Regions from separate parts of the Mus musculus genome. Here all the other regions are linked to region 3. Evidence: chromatin contacts called from public Hi-C and promoter capture Hi-C data. All regions are on one chromosome and are shown on one strand. Each heading gives the region's core, a stretch centred on a gene start, on an enhancer-like site or on the middle of the called end of the contact. The rest is flanking DNA. Distances are from core to core; before and after follow the strand shown. Region 1 overlaps Bank1 (B cell scaffold protein with ankyrin repeats 1). Region 2 holds the start of Bank1 (B cell scaffold protein with ankyrin repeats 1). Region 3 has its middle 43 kb from the start of Gm26107. Region 4 has its middle 31 kb from the start of Mir6380.

Evidence for each region. Promoter capture Hi-C pulls out the DNA fragments that hold promoters and counts their contacts. A called contact is a pair of places that touch in the nucleus more often than the background predicts.
Region 1: a contact with region 3 is called in a Hi-C map of cerebellum, with 3 times the contacts expected there. The contact joins two enhancer-like sites. A contact is called at or near these places in 4 of 484 Hi-C or Micro-C datasets (brain, cerebellar granule neurons and cerebellum).
Region 2: a contact with region 3 is called in a promoter capture Hi-C map of hippocampal neurons, with 2.6 times the contacts expected there. The contact joins the promoter of Bank1 here to the enhancer-like site in region 3. A contact is called at or near these places in 6 of 39 promoter capture datasets (embryonic stem cells, hippocampal neurons, liver and 2 more) and 1 of 9 other capture datasets (adipose tissue).
Region 4: a contact with region 3 is called in a Hi-C map of cerebellum, with 5 times the contacts expected there. The contact joins two enhancer-like sites. A contact is called at or near these places in 3 of 484 Hi-C or Micro-C datasets (cerebellar granule neurons, cerebellum and ventral hippocampal neurons) and 1 of 9 other capture datasets (embryonic stem cells).

The regions. Positions count from the first base shown.
Region 1 is chr3:136,163,225-136,166,897 of GRCm38.p6, reverse strand. The region is part of intron 7 of Bank1 (B cell scaffold protein with ankyrin repeats 1); the gene reads left to right. Among named protein-coding and RNA genes, the nearest start is that of Bank1, 160 kb to the left of the region's middle. Within about 2 kb of position 1,252, at least 45 of the 459 cell types and tissues checked have an H3K27ac peak or open chromatin away from gene starts, as enhancers often do. A contact at or near this core is called in cerebellar granule neurons and cerebellum, where this site is marked.
Region 2 is chr3:136,324,424-136,327,746 of GRCm38.p6, reverse strand. Bank1 (B cell scaffold protein with ankyrin repeats 1) reads left to right here and starts at 1,681. Exons shown (of 17, transcript NM_001033350.3): 1 at 1,681-1,877. The coding sequence starts at 1,808.
Region 3 is chr3:137,109,171-137,112,354 of GRCm38.p6, reverse strand. No RefSeq gene overlaps it. Among named protein-coding and RNA genes, the nearest start is that of Gm26107, 43 kb to the right of the region's middle. Within about 2 kb of position 1,659, at least 10 of the 459 cell types and tissues checked have an H3K27ac peak or open chromatin away from gene starts, as enhancers often do. A contact at or near this core is called in cerebellar granule neurons, cerebellum and hippocampal neurons, where this site is marked.
Region 4 is chr3:137,751,254-137,754,546 of GRCm38.p6, reverse strand. No RefSeq gene overlaps it. Among named protein-coding and RNA genes, the nearest start is that of Mir6380, 31 kb to the left of the region's middle. Within about 2 kb of position 1,531, at least 96 of the 459 cell types and tissues checked have an H3K27ac peak or open chromatin away from gene starts, as enhancers often do. A contact at or near this core is called in cerebellum, where this site is marked.

The sequences.
Region 1 (3,673 bases), core at 3-2,502, 950 kb after region 3:
TGTGTAGTCCTTTCTCCGCAGAGTTCTGGTGTGGGAGTCTCCCATGACTCACCTCCTTCAGAGTAGCTGATCCATCATCAAGAAAACACTGTCTGAACTGGACCTGGAAACAAAATAGAAAACTATGTGAACTTTCTGAGGAGTTCAAGATTATGTGGAAACTTTGAAAACTTGCCATTTGGGCTATATGTGCATCTTGTGTTTTTCTTGGTTATTCAGTCTTCCTCTTGAAGCACAAGACTTGAAGCTACAACTCCTTTTTTCAGCGGTGCCTATCTTCACTATCTTCACAATTTTTGTTAGAGGTCAATATTTGTTTCTACTTGACCATTTATTTACTTATTATCTGGCAGGTACTAAATTCAAGTTAATCCTAGAAGCAAAATCTACCTTACAGATTTTAAGGGATACTAAAAGTTGCTAAGAAGTTTCTCAAGGTAAGCTAGTTGATTGAACTGCCAAACTTTAAAAGCAAGCATGATATAGAAATCTGTCCTTGCTTTACTAAGTTCGAATATCCCCTCCAAAAGAGGAATTGAAGTTTATTCATCACTATTTCAGAACTGGGAGGTGGGCCCTTTAAGAAGTGTCTGGGTGGTGCTGAGTCTGTTCTCACAGATCAGTGCCACCACTGCAGGTGTGTATTTTACAAAAAGCGTGAGTTCATTCTGACTCCCCGTGTCTGCCTAGCATAGATGGGCTGCTGCCCATTTGTTAGATTGCTGGTGCCCATGGAACTTTGCAGCACCCAGGACTGTGTGCCCAGTAATCATCCATTGTTTATAAATTATCCAGCCTGTGGCATTCTGTTAGGCTGTGTGAACTGGAATAAGACACTAAGTCATGTTGAGGAAACAGCTACTGCCTTTTCTTGTTGCTTTGCAGCAGGCTGCCCCAGTGATTTGCTTTCTTTCTTCTCTCTCTCTCTCTCTCTCTCTCTCTCTCTCTCTCTCTCTTAAAATAATTCTTGCTGTTTCGGGTAGTTGTATGCCAACCGGGCCCATCTGGTGCTATTTTTCTAGAATATTACAGGACTGCTTTCCTACTCAAAGATAACACTTTCACATGTCCTTAAAGCTTTTCTTGTCTTCATCCTTGCAGTGGTCACTCTACTGTAATCAGTTTGCCACAAGCTGGATTCCAATAAGAAATGGTGGAGGGGGGGATGGAGGATGATAGAAGGATCCGTAGCAGCTGTGTGGATAATGGATACTGACATCAGTCCTGTACACAGGCTCGGCTCAGCAGAGTCCTTCCCATAGCAGGAACTGCCTCGCTGCCAGCCATGGCTGCACTCCAGCACTCTGGTGGCAGACTGCATGGCAATGCAGGTATTTTGGGAAACACTACCATCTCAAATAGCTGAGAGCATACATAACCAAAAGCCCTTGAGAGGACAGTGTGAAAGCTTCTGGTATGTTGATAATTTCACTTTGATGTATAAAACTCACAGATTGTCTTGTGAAATCAACTTTCTGCCAGGAAGTCATAATTACGGAACCAAAGTCAAAGGCACAGTATAGCAGTGAAACCCTGTGTCCAGCTTGAGATGTTTCCTCTCAGCACTGAAGCCTCTTAAGATGCTTCCTAGAGAGTAGATTTCTGATGATACAGGCAAGAACAGTCGATATGTAGAACACTACTAAAATTTGAAAATGTTCAACCATAGCAAGAAAATGCCCACTATGCCAAAGCAAGTTAACAATATTTAGGTGGAACTATACACCTTCAAAGATTAATATCTCATCGGACATGTGTGCAGTATTCCCCCTCATTATCTGTAGGCATGAACAGAAAAGGCAGTCCCAGGAGTGAACTCATCAATGAGGTTCCACATCCAGAGGTTGGAAGTAATGCTTGTTTCTATACAATTGTACAATTTCTTTGATCGAGGCTGAAGGAGCAGAAGTCTTACCTATCAAGAGTAAAGTCTATTAGAAAAGTCACATGATGAAACTGCTTACCTCATTGTAAAGGTAACAAACCAATTCTGGCTTAGGTTACCAGAGATCTGAGGGTCAGGATTCTACCTCATCCTTGTGACACTCAGGTCATTTATCAGTTTATCAGAAAGATCACTACTTTCCCTGAATGAACACATCATTGAGAGTGAGAATTCCACTGCTGACAAATTGACATGAGAAGAGCATGGGGTCTTAGCCATGAGCCAGGTGCTTCCCCCAAGGCCAGGTGTTCCTGCACATAGATGAGGGTGCTCTCTCAAAGGGACCATGGCCTTCCCTCACATAGGCTGGAGGCCTCCTCACATAAGCACATTTGTTATGTCATGTTGTCAGGTGCCTTCTTTTACATGAACTGGGGCATTCCTATGCATTGGCCTTAGTACTTCTCACGGGAATGAGAGTGCTCCCTCACATTGGCCAGAGTGTTCCTTCACAGAGCTTGGATGCTCCCTCACATAGATATGAATGGGGTCCCTAGCTCATGCTATCCCACTCTCAAATGGGTGTAGAAACTCACTACATGGATCCAAGCATAGTCCCTCATAGGAGTTGAGTGTTCCCCATAGGGATGAGAGTATTGCCTCAGAGATCAGGATGCATCTTCAAAGAGGCCATGGTGCTCCCTCATCAGTTCCAAGACAAGTACTCCTCATAGGGGACTTGGTGCCCCTTTGATATGGGTGAAAAGCATAGTGGTCACAACAATTCTAGCCAGATCTAAGGCCTCTACTTCTCATTAAATGATTCTTTCATGAACTAAACTAGAAAGACATGTTTACCTAAACCCAGCAAATAATAGTATTCTAAATACAAATGGAATTCATTAAGTGGCCTCCGAGTACACAGCACCCACACAACTTGTAAGGAAGACACATAAGGAAGTTACAACTTCTCTGTCCTTATTTTTCACTCTAGGTTAAACAGGCTATTTATACAGCCATATACAAGGAAAAACAAAATGACTAGGTACCCAACGAAGCCCAGTGTAGTAAGAACAGGTAACATTTTGTCATTTGTCAAGATTGTTGTGTATCTCTGTGGGATTCTAGCACAGTCTTATGAAGAATAGTTATGCGCAAACAGTCATTGATCTGGTTTTCTCTCTGTTGCTTTGATAAAACACTAATCAAAAGCCGCTTGCTCACAGCCATCCATTGGACAAAGCACATGGTCCCCAATGAAGGAGCTAAAGAAAGTACCCAAGGAGCTGAAGGGGTCTGCAGCCCTATAGGAGGAACAACAATATGAACTAACCAGTACCCCCAGAGCTCCCTGGGACTAAACCACCAATCAAAGAAAACACATGGTGGGATTCATGGCTCTAGCTGCATATGTAGCAGAGGATGACCTCGTTGATCATCAATGGGAGGAGAGGCCCTTGGTCCTGTGAAGGTTCTATGCCCCAGTATAAAGGACTACCAGGGCCAGGAAGTGGGAGTGGGTAGGTTGGTGAGCAGGGGGAGGGAGAGGGGAGCGGGTGTTTTCAGAGGGGAAACTAGGAAAGGGAATAACATTCGAAATGTAAATAAAGAAATATCTAATTAATAAAAGCAGCTTGGGCAGGAAAGGATTTATTTGATCTTGCACACAGATCAGGTCACAGTTCTTAACTTGGGAAAGTCAGGCAAGAAGTCAAGGCAGGCGTGTGGAGGCAGGGAATAAGACAGAGAGCATGGAGAAGTTCTGCTGGCTGTCTAGCTTCTGAAGCT
Region 2 (3,323 bases), core at 432-2,931, 780 kb after region 3:
TGTAAATGAAGAAAATACCTAATAAAAAGAAAATCTACATAAATACATTTATGGATTATGACAGAAAAAAAAAGAAGTTTGTGGTGATTCTCTTATGAGATTCCCACACCCAGGCTTACATATATCATTTGCCTCTCCATGCCCTCCTTCCAATGCCGTTGCTTACCTAGCAAACACAGAAGTGGATGCTCACAATCAGCTATTGGATGGAGCACAGGGCCCCCAATGGAGGAGCTAGAGAATGTACCCAAGGAGCTAAAGGGATCTGCAACCCTATAGGAGGAACAACATTATGAACTAACCAGTACTCCTGAGCTCTTGACTCTAGCTGCATATGTAGCAGAAGATGGCCTAGTCGGCCATCACTGGAAAGAGAGGCCCATTGGACTTGCAAACTTTATATGCCCCAGTACAGGGGAATGCCAGGGCCAAAAAATGGGAGTGGGTGGGTAGGGAAGTGGGGGGGGGGACGGTGTGGGGGACTTTTGGGATAGCATTGGAAATGTAAATGAGGAAAATACCTAATTTAAAAAAAAATATATATATATATATATAAATACACTAAATTTCCTTTTAATACACCACACCCTTTCTTTCTCCCCTATGAAGACTTAATCTTTCCTAAGTATTGCATTTCTGAAAACATTGACCGGAGTGACACCCATGTCCCTGTAAACTCTGCTGACATTTCTGGGTAAGCTGTCCTTCATAAGCAGCCGCTCACACGTCAGGGTATCATTTCATATACTGGCTTTATTGTTCCAAATTTGGAAGAGTTACTCAAGATGATCAAATAAGAAGTACCATGTAGAAGATAAATGTATATCTAATGCTTTTCAAAGCTTCCTCACATTTTGCTTTATGAATTTTATCTAGCATGTGTGGAAAGTTAATGACTTTCTGTGACACTTGATAGTTACAGTATTCCAAAAACACTTAGAGTAGAACTTTCTGGTTCTTTTCGAAGAAGGAAAAGTGGTCCATGGCAACTGTGTGTTACTTGCACACTTTTTTTTATTGAATATTTTCTTTATTTACATTTCAAATGTTATCCCTTTTTCCAGTCCTCCTCCCCCAACACACACACTTTGAATTTGATTGTCAAACGATCTCCAACTTTGGTTAGGTTGTAGTCTAGTGATTTTTGATATTTGCTCATTGTTAGGCTCTGGGATAACTCTTTGGGTATTTCTTATTCTTTCAAACAAGCAAGAACACAGCCATAATTCATGTTTGAGGAGAAGGGTATAGGGTATGTGTATGTCTCTGACCTGGCCCATTTCAAAATTAGAGCAGATCTAGGAAAAACTTCTCATGTGGGAATGAAAATCACTCTATAACACACAGACTTAGCCTGGAGCCTGGGTAAGATGAAATACTAAAATTTCATACCTTTATATCTCTGTCACGGTATCTCTATCTATGCCTCTGTCAAGTAGTTCCTTTTATAAAAGTCTACTTTCTGTCTTGCAGAAGGAAGGGTTAGCATAGCAGAGAAATACAGAACAGAATAAGAAAAGCTATAAGCTCTAGGTCACCTGAGCTTAAAGATAGCCTGGGAGAAAGGGAACCTAAGACAGCTCTCTCAAACTAAGTAAAAGCAAGCCTGAGCAATTTCACTTCCCCCAGCAAGGCCTAACCCTAGCCTTGCGGCCTGAGCCCCTGGGCTGCATTTCCGGCAACCTCGGGCCACAATCCCCAGAGTAGGAAGCAAGCTGCAGGGCCACAGACCATCGGAACTAAAGGTCTGCAGGGGAAGTTGCAGGCAGGGCTGGCCACTGCAGCTCCCAGGCTCCAACCTCCCGCAATGCTTCCTGTGGCTTCTGGCACTAGGGGTAGCACCCAGGATCTGTTCCAGGTTGGCCTAGCACCTCCAGGTGGGTGGTCTCATGTTTGTCAGGGCTTTGGGTGGAGGGTACATGATGACCCTGGAGTCCTTCTGAGACTAAGGGCCACCAGTAGACAGTTTGCCCTGGGAGCTACCAAGACCTGGGTGTCTTTAAACCTGGGGGTGGGGTGGGGGCTTCTCTACTTTTGAAAATCACTTTGCACCCAGCTTTAATGCTAGATCTCATCTGAAATGTATATACATGGAGCAAAATGCCTCGTTTGAAGCATCCTTGCCCATTCCCCTGCCCCGGATCAGTCTGTATAAAACCAACTCCCTGGAACCATGAGCTCCTAAATGAGAAAAAGGAACGGAGTCAACTTGGTTGACTATGTCAGATAGTTTACATTTTCAAATGACTGCTGAGGTGCTTGGTTTGAGTTCCTTTTGGTTTTATTTTTAAATGCATGTGAAGTTCCAGAATAAGCATTAAAAACTTAGCTTTGGTAAAGAGATTTCACCAGAATATTAACATGATTATAGGAGGTGTTCCTGGTGAGTTATACAGCAAGAAATTGTAGCCTGAAATTATTTTAATTTACTAATCAGAATTAAAATTCTCATAACATTTTTATTTTTATTGTATTTTATTAACTTTATTTTAGGTAGGATCTTTTGGCTTTAGTTGTTTTTAGGGTCTGATACACTTATTTTATTAGATATTTTCTTTATTTACATTTCCAATTCTATCCCGAAAGTTCCCTATACCCTCCCCCTGCCCTGCTCCCCTACCCACCCACTCCCATTTCTTGGCTCTGGCATTCCCCTGTACTGAGGCATATAAAGTTTGCAATACTAATGGGCCTCTCTTCCCAATGATGACCGACTAGGCCATCTTCTGCTACATATGCAGCTAGAGACATGAGCTCCGGGGTGTACTGGTTAGTACATATTGTTGTTCCACCTATAGGGTTGCAGACCCCTTTCAGCTCCTTTGGTGCATTCTCTAGTTTCTCCATTGGGGGCCCTGTGTTCCATCCTATAGATGACTGTGAGCATCCACTTCTGTATTTGCCATGCACTGGCATAGCCTCATACGAGACAGCTATATCAGGGTCCGTTCAGCAAAATCTTGCTGGCATACGCAATAGTGTCTGAGATACACTTTTAATAAATGTGAACGGTTGTTTTTTTTCCATTAAAATGGGGAATGTATCTATAACAATGGAAGATGGCCTGAGACCCTCTGGTACCAGTGATGTGGGAAAACTGTACCATTTTAAATTCCGGACCATGGCTTTTGTCACCACTGCATAGCTCAGGATCTGTGGCAAAGTAGCCTTTGCAAGCAAACAGGCAGAAACAACTCATCTTTTGGACCTTGAACAAGAGACCTCTTTTGTAATTTCTATTTAACAGCTGAGTTTAATAGAACATGTTGGAATATGCCTTTTGTGTCAATGAACCTTGTGTTAGTGTCTAGAGACAGTGGTTA
Region 3 (3,184 bases), core at 410-2,909:
TTACAACTAAGAATAATTCATTTGCTATTATCAAAGTGCCCTGCAGAGGCTTTCCTTTTCTTCCATGGAATCCAAGTTTGAGGATGTATCAATCAGCCCAGGCTAAATATATACCATGATAAAATGACTTCAAAATTTCACTGAAGTTCATTTCTTCCCAGGAGGCTTTGCTCCTTACAATCATGATCCAGGCTGATGGAGCAAGCATCATCAAAAACCCTTGTCATTGTTGTCTCAGGAGCATACAGTTCTGAAGGAACCAGTGACATACTTCTGCCTCCTTGCTACATGTGGTATGCCCCTCATCTGTTCACAATGGAGATGGTCATTTGTCCAGTCACACCTAGCCTAGGAAGGGCAACCTTATGGTCATCAGCATTAAGAAAACCAGAGCTCTGATCCACTTTCACTGAAGCCTGCAACAACCCTGCTGTTGGTTTTGACAGCCCCATCTTAGGCTTCTCCACTCGATGCATGGTAAACGTGCTCTGAACCAAGTGAAACCTTCTCATGTTTACTTAGAGGAGAAGAAGCATGAGATTTGGGTAAAATATTGGTTAAATATTTGGGGAAAAAATAGAGAAAGTAGAAAAAAGATGACATAGAAAATGTAGGAAGAAAGCAAGATAATGAAAGTAAGCATACCAAAGAAAATGTATTCTAGCATATTCAACACAGAGTCAAAAGATACAATGGACTATAGAATATTTAGAGGTCCTTTTAGAAATGTCCAGCCGGGCAGTGGTGGTGCACGCCTTTAATCCCAGCACTTGGGAGGCAAAGGCAGGCAGATTTCTGAGTTTGAGGCCAGCCTGGTCTACAGAGAGAGCTCCAGGACAGCCAGGGCTACACAGAGAAACCCTGTCTTGAAAAAACAAAAGAAAGAAAGAAAGAAAGAAAGAAAGAAAGAAAGAAAGAAAGAAAGAAAGAAAGAAAGAGAGAGAGAGAGGGAGGGAGGGAGGGAAGGAGGGAAGGAAGGAAGGAAGGAAGGAAGGAAGGAAGGAAGGAAGGAAGAAAGAAAGAAAGAAAGAAAGAAAGAAAGAAAGAAAGAAAGAAAGAAAGAAAGAAAGAAAGGTCCAACTTTCATAGACTCTCCAAAGTCCAGGATTCTTAGAAGAGCTTCCATACATGGTGTTTCCTGGACAACTAAGAACAGCAGAAATCCATAGTTTAGCATGTGGCTATTTTTAAAATATTGTTCCATACTAGGAGCATTGTCCACATGCAAACTCCAGATTAGTGGACATGAGAAGGTCAATGAACAGAGAAACCATTTCTCTGATGGGTCTCTCAGTAGGGCAACAGGCCTGGAGGGGAAGATGCTGCTGATAGAAACTGAATGGAATGAAAAGAAATTCAGAGATCAAGAAAAGGGTTCCAAGAAAAGGATCCACAAAAGGAGAAGTCCCTGATTCTGATGGGCGATAGAATTCCAGGAAACATTTTGGTTTATTGGTTGTTGGCCTTCGTTGGCTGTGACCTCTTGCACTTTGGATGACATTCCAAACATGTTAAAGTGTCAACGATAACCAGAACGAGTAGGCAGAGAGGAGGAGTTATGAATCAGTTTTCTCCCCCAGGACTAATCCAGAACACAACATACTGGAAAGCAAGCTGTGGCCAAGCCACCTGCTCCAGCACCCTGCCAGGCAAGTTCAGTGAGCCAAGATGTTGCAGAAAGACTTCAACCCACAGTTTCTGCCATTGCCAGGTGTAGCAGATGGCACCTACTGGACGTAGCTGCTTGTTAGCCTGGGGCATCTGCTCACAGGGAGCAGCCTGGCAGTGCTTGATGCTACTCTCCCCACACTCAGCTTCTGTGAGTAGATCAGAAAGCCACCAAAACAAGGACCAGCGTCAGAAGCTGCAGTATTTGACCAGTGGATAGAAGGTATGAAATTGGAGCCTACATTTCCTAAAAGGAAGGACAGTACACTCTTGTAGTATTCATATTTTTAAGAATTTTAAATAAACTTTTAAAGATTGTAGTACTCTCTGTGGATGAAGCAAAGTTTTCCTTCGAAGAAGTTAACTGCGGTTCACGTGATCAACATCCAGGAATCTAAGAATCTCCTGTTATTTTAAAAGTTGACAAACCCGTCCTGTTTAACAGGTCCATTGACCTCATAGTAGTGTGGATGTGTTCTCGTGGAACCCTGGGAGCGGGCAGAGAGGGGACAAAGAGTGTTACTGGGACTCTCCCACAGAGAACATCTCTGTGAACATTTCCTCTTGAACTGTTAATAATTCAGTGTGGGCAGAGCTCTGAAATTCTGGCAACGTACCTGGAAGGGGGCTACTGTTCATGAAGCTCCTGCTGAGGCCCGAGCTCAGGTTGGCGGAAACTGTGTGTGACTGTCAGAGAGCCCCACTTTCCCCACCCACGGGAGCATCTCCCACAGGGTGACCATATGCCGTGGAGTCCAGGAAACAGGCTCCGCTTACAAGGACACAATCCACGGAAGAGTTTATGTTCAAATGTCCATGGAGCATGTGAACGTGCGGGTGAGGCTTCTAAATTCTCTGCTCAATGTTCAAAAGAGTGTATCCAAAGGGAGCAGATAGATGGGAATCTAAAATGTGATGATTTGGTACTGAAGAGATGCCTCGATGGCTGATTGTGATTGCTTCTCTTTCAGAGGACTTGAGTTTGTTCTCAGCCTCCTATAACTCAGAATCCAGAAGATCAAATGTTGTCTTCTGTGGTACCCATCACAAACACGCACATCCAAATAAATACTTAAAACAAAGTACCTCAAATGCTATTGTTATATACTCTGGTTTCCTCAGAATATGAAACAGTCAAGGCAGAAGAGAATTCTCTCAGTGAAAATGCAGTATGATACATTTCATGTGTCTAGAGCCTGAAGTAAAGCATATTTTTTTACAATAGTGCTTTGCATACATGCATATATACTAGATGCATACATATGCACACTATTTTATGTGATAATAATCTCAGTACAATACTGCCACTGAAAGTGTAACTTGGAACCAGAACCCGAGAGCTTGCAGAAACAGAACATGAAGGCTAAGGGCAGGCTCACTAATCAGAAATCACATTTCAGCAATGTTCTCACAGAAGTTACATACACACAGTCAAGACATGAGAGAAACCACACCCATAGACATATTGATGCACATTCATTAATTAACCAATTAATACATATTAATCCAAGCAATT
Region 4 (3,293 bases), core at 282-2,781, 640 kb before region 3:
TGCTCCCTTTGTCTTCGTGGGTCGTCCTTAGTTTCTACCCTGAGTTTCCTTCATGGTGAGCTATAAGTGGTAAGGTAAAACTTTCCTTCCCCACTTGTTTTTTTTGCTTGATGTTTTATCATATCAACAGAAGGCAAACCAGTGCAGGAGGCTGCCTATAACTGGTTGAAGGATGGGGCTGTTGATGATGGACTGAACTCCCTGCTTTCTGTGACAAAACATATACACCTGTTATGTGTGGTGGCTTAGGTATGAATGCACAGAACTCAGAAGGCAGATGCAGGACAACCAGGAGTTCAAGGCCAGACTGGGCTTCAGGGAACCAATATGTTTCAAAATAAATAAGTGAACAAATAAATACTCGTTCAGTTTGTTGATGTGGTGGTTTGTAACAGGAGCTCAGAGTTCAGAGATAGCTAATGGCTTCCTGTTTCCTTAATCAAACATTACCAAGTTACATTTCTGGTGTGTGTGTATGTGTAACTGTGTGTTTATGCATGTGTGTATGTGTGTGTATATGTTTGTGTGTATGTGTGTAACTGTGTGTTTATGCATGTTTGTATGTGTGTGTATATGTTTGTGTGTGTATGTGTAACTGTGTGTTTATGCATGTGTGTATGTGTGTGTATATGTTTGTGTGTGTCTGTGTGTGTCTGTGTGTGTGATGTGTATGACTGTGTGTCTATGTATGTGTGTGTGTACACGTGTGTGTATGTTTCTGGTTGTGTTGGGATGTGAGTGAATGTTGTCTCCTGTGAACCACAGTGCTTCATTGGCAGGTGGAGGTCTGCAGAACGCGTCTTCTTCCTCTCACCTGCTGAAGTAAGGCAGCGTGTACAAAATATTTCTCCTCTCCAGATCTGCCTGCTGTCGAGTCAGAATCATTTATTATTTATTCCTCAGCACGATAGAGCTTAACTGCTTATTTTCGGCATGATTCGTGAAATAGACACAGGAAGTAGAAAGGCGGGAGCTGTAACTGCCTCCTGTTTGTTGTTTTGTTGTTGAGCAAGGCTGTTGGAGACTCTGGTCCACGCCTTGTCTTAAGTCTGTGGAGTGGATCTAACACAGGGCCTCATTTGCAGTGTCAGCCAGGCTGTCGCCATGAGAAGCTGGCTCACGGAGGGCAGTCTAAATCTCTCTCCTCTGCTGCAGTCTGCTTTCTTTGTGAAGACTGCTAAGAACATTCCAGAACTCTCTCCAAATATTGAAGTCCTTATCACTTCCTAAACTGGATGTTTGTTCAGGTCTGCCACAAAGCAGTACCAGTACTCTCTCATCAGCAGCTTTCTGTGACCGTGACCGTGCTGGGAAACTCTCCATACCCTGGGAAGAGAAGGAGGACAAGTATGGAAGTCCCATTAGTTATCTATTCGGAGGCTCCTGGCTTTGTTTTCTTAAAGGAAACAACTCGACTGAGTACCACGAGAGGGCGCCAGTGGGCTATGTTAGCGCTGGCGAGGCACTGCACTCCGGCATCCTCCCCACTCCCATTCCTTCCCACACTGCGGGGGGCAAAAACAACCCGGGGGCGCTGACGTCAGCTAGCCGGAGGCGCCTGCCTCTGTACCCATAGGTATAGTTAATCCCCCAGGAGTGAGGCCGGTGCTTTCTCTGGCAGCCCAATTTTCAGCTTAAATCATTGCCCTAATCTTATTTTAATGTGCATTGGGGCCCTGGCGGCTAGAGTGGGTGGCAGGGGAACAGCATTTAACATCCTTTGGAGTTTGGATTGTGCCGGACACTTCTTAAGCACTTGGGTGGGACAGAGAGACTTAATCTTGCAGCTGCAATCGACCTCAGTAGCCTTTGCCTTATTTGGCAAATTTAATTGGCAACGTTAATTTTGGGGGTTGGGGCTGGGGTAGAAGAGAAGGAAAGGAACACATGTGAAATACTAATATGCGCTGTATGCTTCACAGCGACTGTACGAAGTTGTTAAAAATGCTCAGTTTAGCAGAGACATTGAGAGAGATCAGAGCCTTCAGTCAGACAGCTTGCAATTGGCCCGTGGAGCCCTCCATTGGCCAGTCCCAGAACCACAGTCTGGGATCTGCTACCTGTGCGGCTTGCCTCTCTCTTGGGAGGCAGAGGCAGGCCAATTTCTGAGTTCTAGGTCAGCCTGGTCTACAGAGTGAGTTCCAGGACAGCCAGGGCTATAAGGAAAAACCCTGTCTCGAAAAACCAAAACCAACCAACCAAAACAAAAAACACACCCCCCAAACAAACAAACAAACAAAAACATCCCATCATCAACAACAACAAATCAAAACCAAAACAAAAAAAAAAGTTTTACAGGAAACTTGGCAAGAATGGAACAAAACCCACATTCCAAGGGGAACTAGCCCTTTTCAGGACAGTAGAATAAAGTCTAAATTTAACCACTCAGATGTGAGTTAACCAGCAGTTGTCTACAATGTATCTTGCCTGACTCAGAGGGTCCAATGTGCTTACAACAAAGTAGCAGAAAAGCACTGGCTAGCCGAAGGGCGGGCGTTGTTTGATTGGTGTGACATCCACCGGCTGTATTTACATCAAGTAAATGAAGAGAAGAGAGCAGTTTATCTGATGACATGGCTCGTCATCACATTGCAGGCACCAAAAAGGGGTATAGTGACCCGGGACATGGGGTGTGAGGGGAGTGACACAGTGCCCAGGGCAGTGTCTATAAATGGTGAGTCAGAATTCAATGATGCTTTCAGAACGGCGATGGGCCCACTGCCTGCATCCCAGACTTCTTCAGCTTAAGCCCACATCCCAGATAAGTAAATGAAGTCCGTGCACTAAAAGCATAAACCAAGAAATCAAACTGTAGGCACTTCACAGACCAAAGCACCTCATGAAGGTGCCATGACTCCGAAGTCGGACAGAGAGCCATTAATGTCCTATGGGGCATTAATACATGTTTTTTTTTCCTTCAGGCTTTCTTTTGCTGTTTTGACAGGAGCTGCTTCACCTTCAGGGATTTTTGTTTCATTCTTGAAAAGCTTCATGTAAAACTATGAATAGTCCATTTGGTCAGAGTCCTCAAAGTCAAACTAGAAAGTGAGGCGCAGTGCAGCGAGCCGAGCCCAGTGAGGACCGAGTTAGAACCAGAAGGACCGGTGGTCAAATCCCATGCTCTGTAGTTTTTAGTCACTTGCCTGTGAGTGAAATCTTCACAGTGGTGATGGTTCAGCTTCTTTGTCAACTTGACTGGGTTTAGAATCACACCCTTGGGTGTGTCTGTGAGGGTGTTTCCAGAAATGTTTAAGTGAGATGGGAAGGACTACCCTGAGTATGTCCAGCTCTCC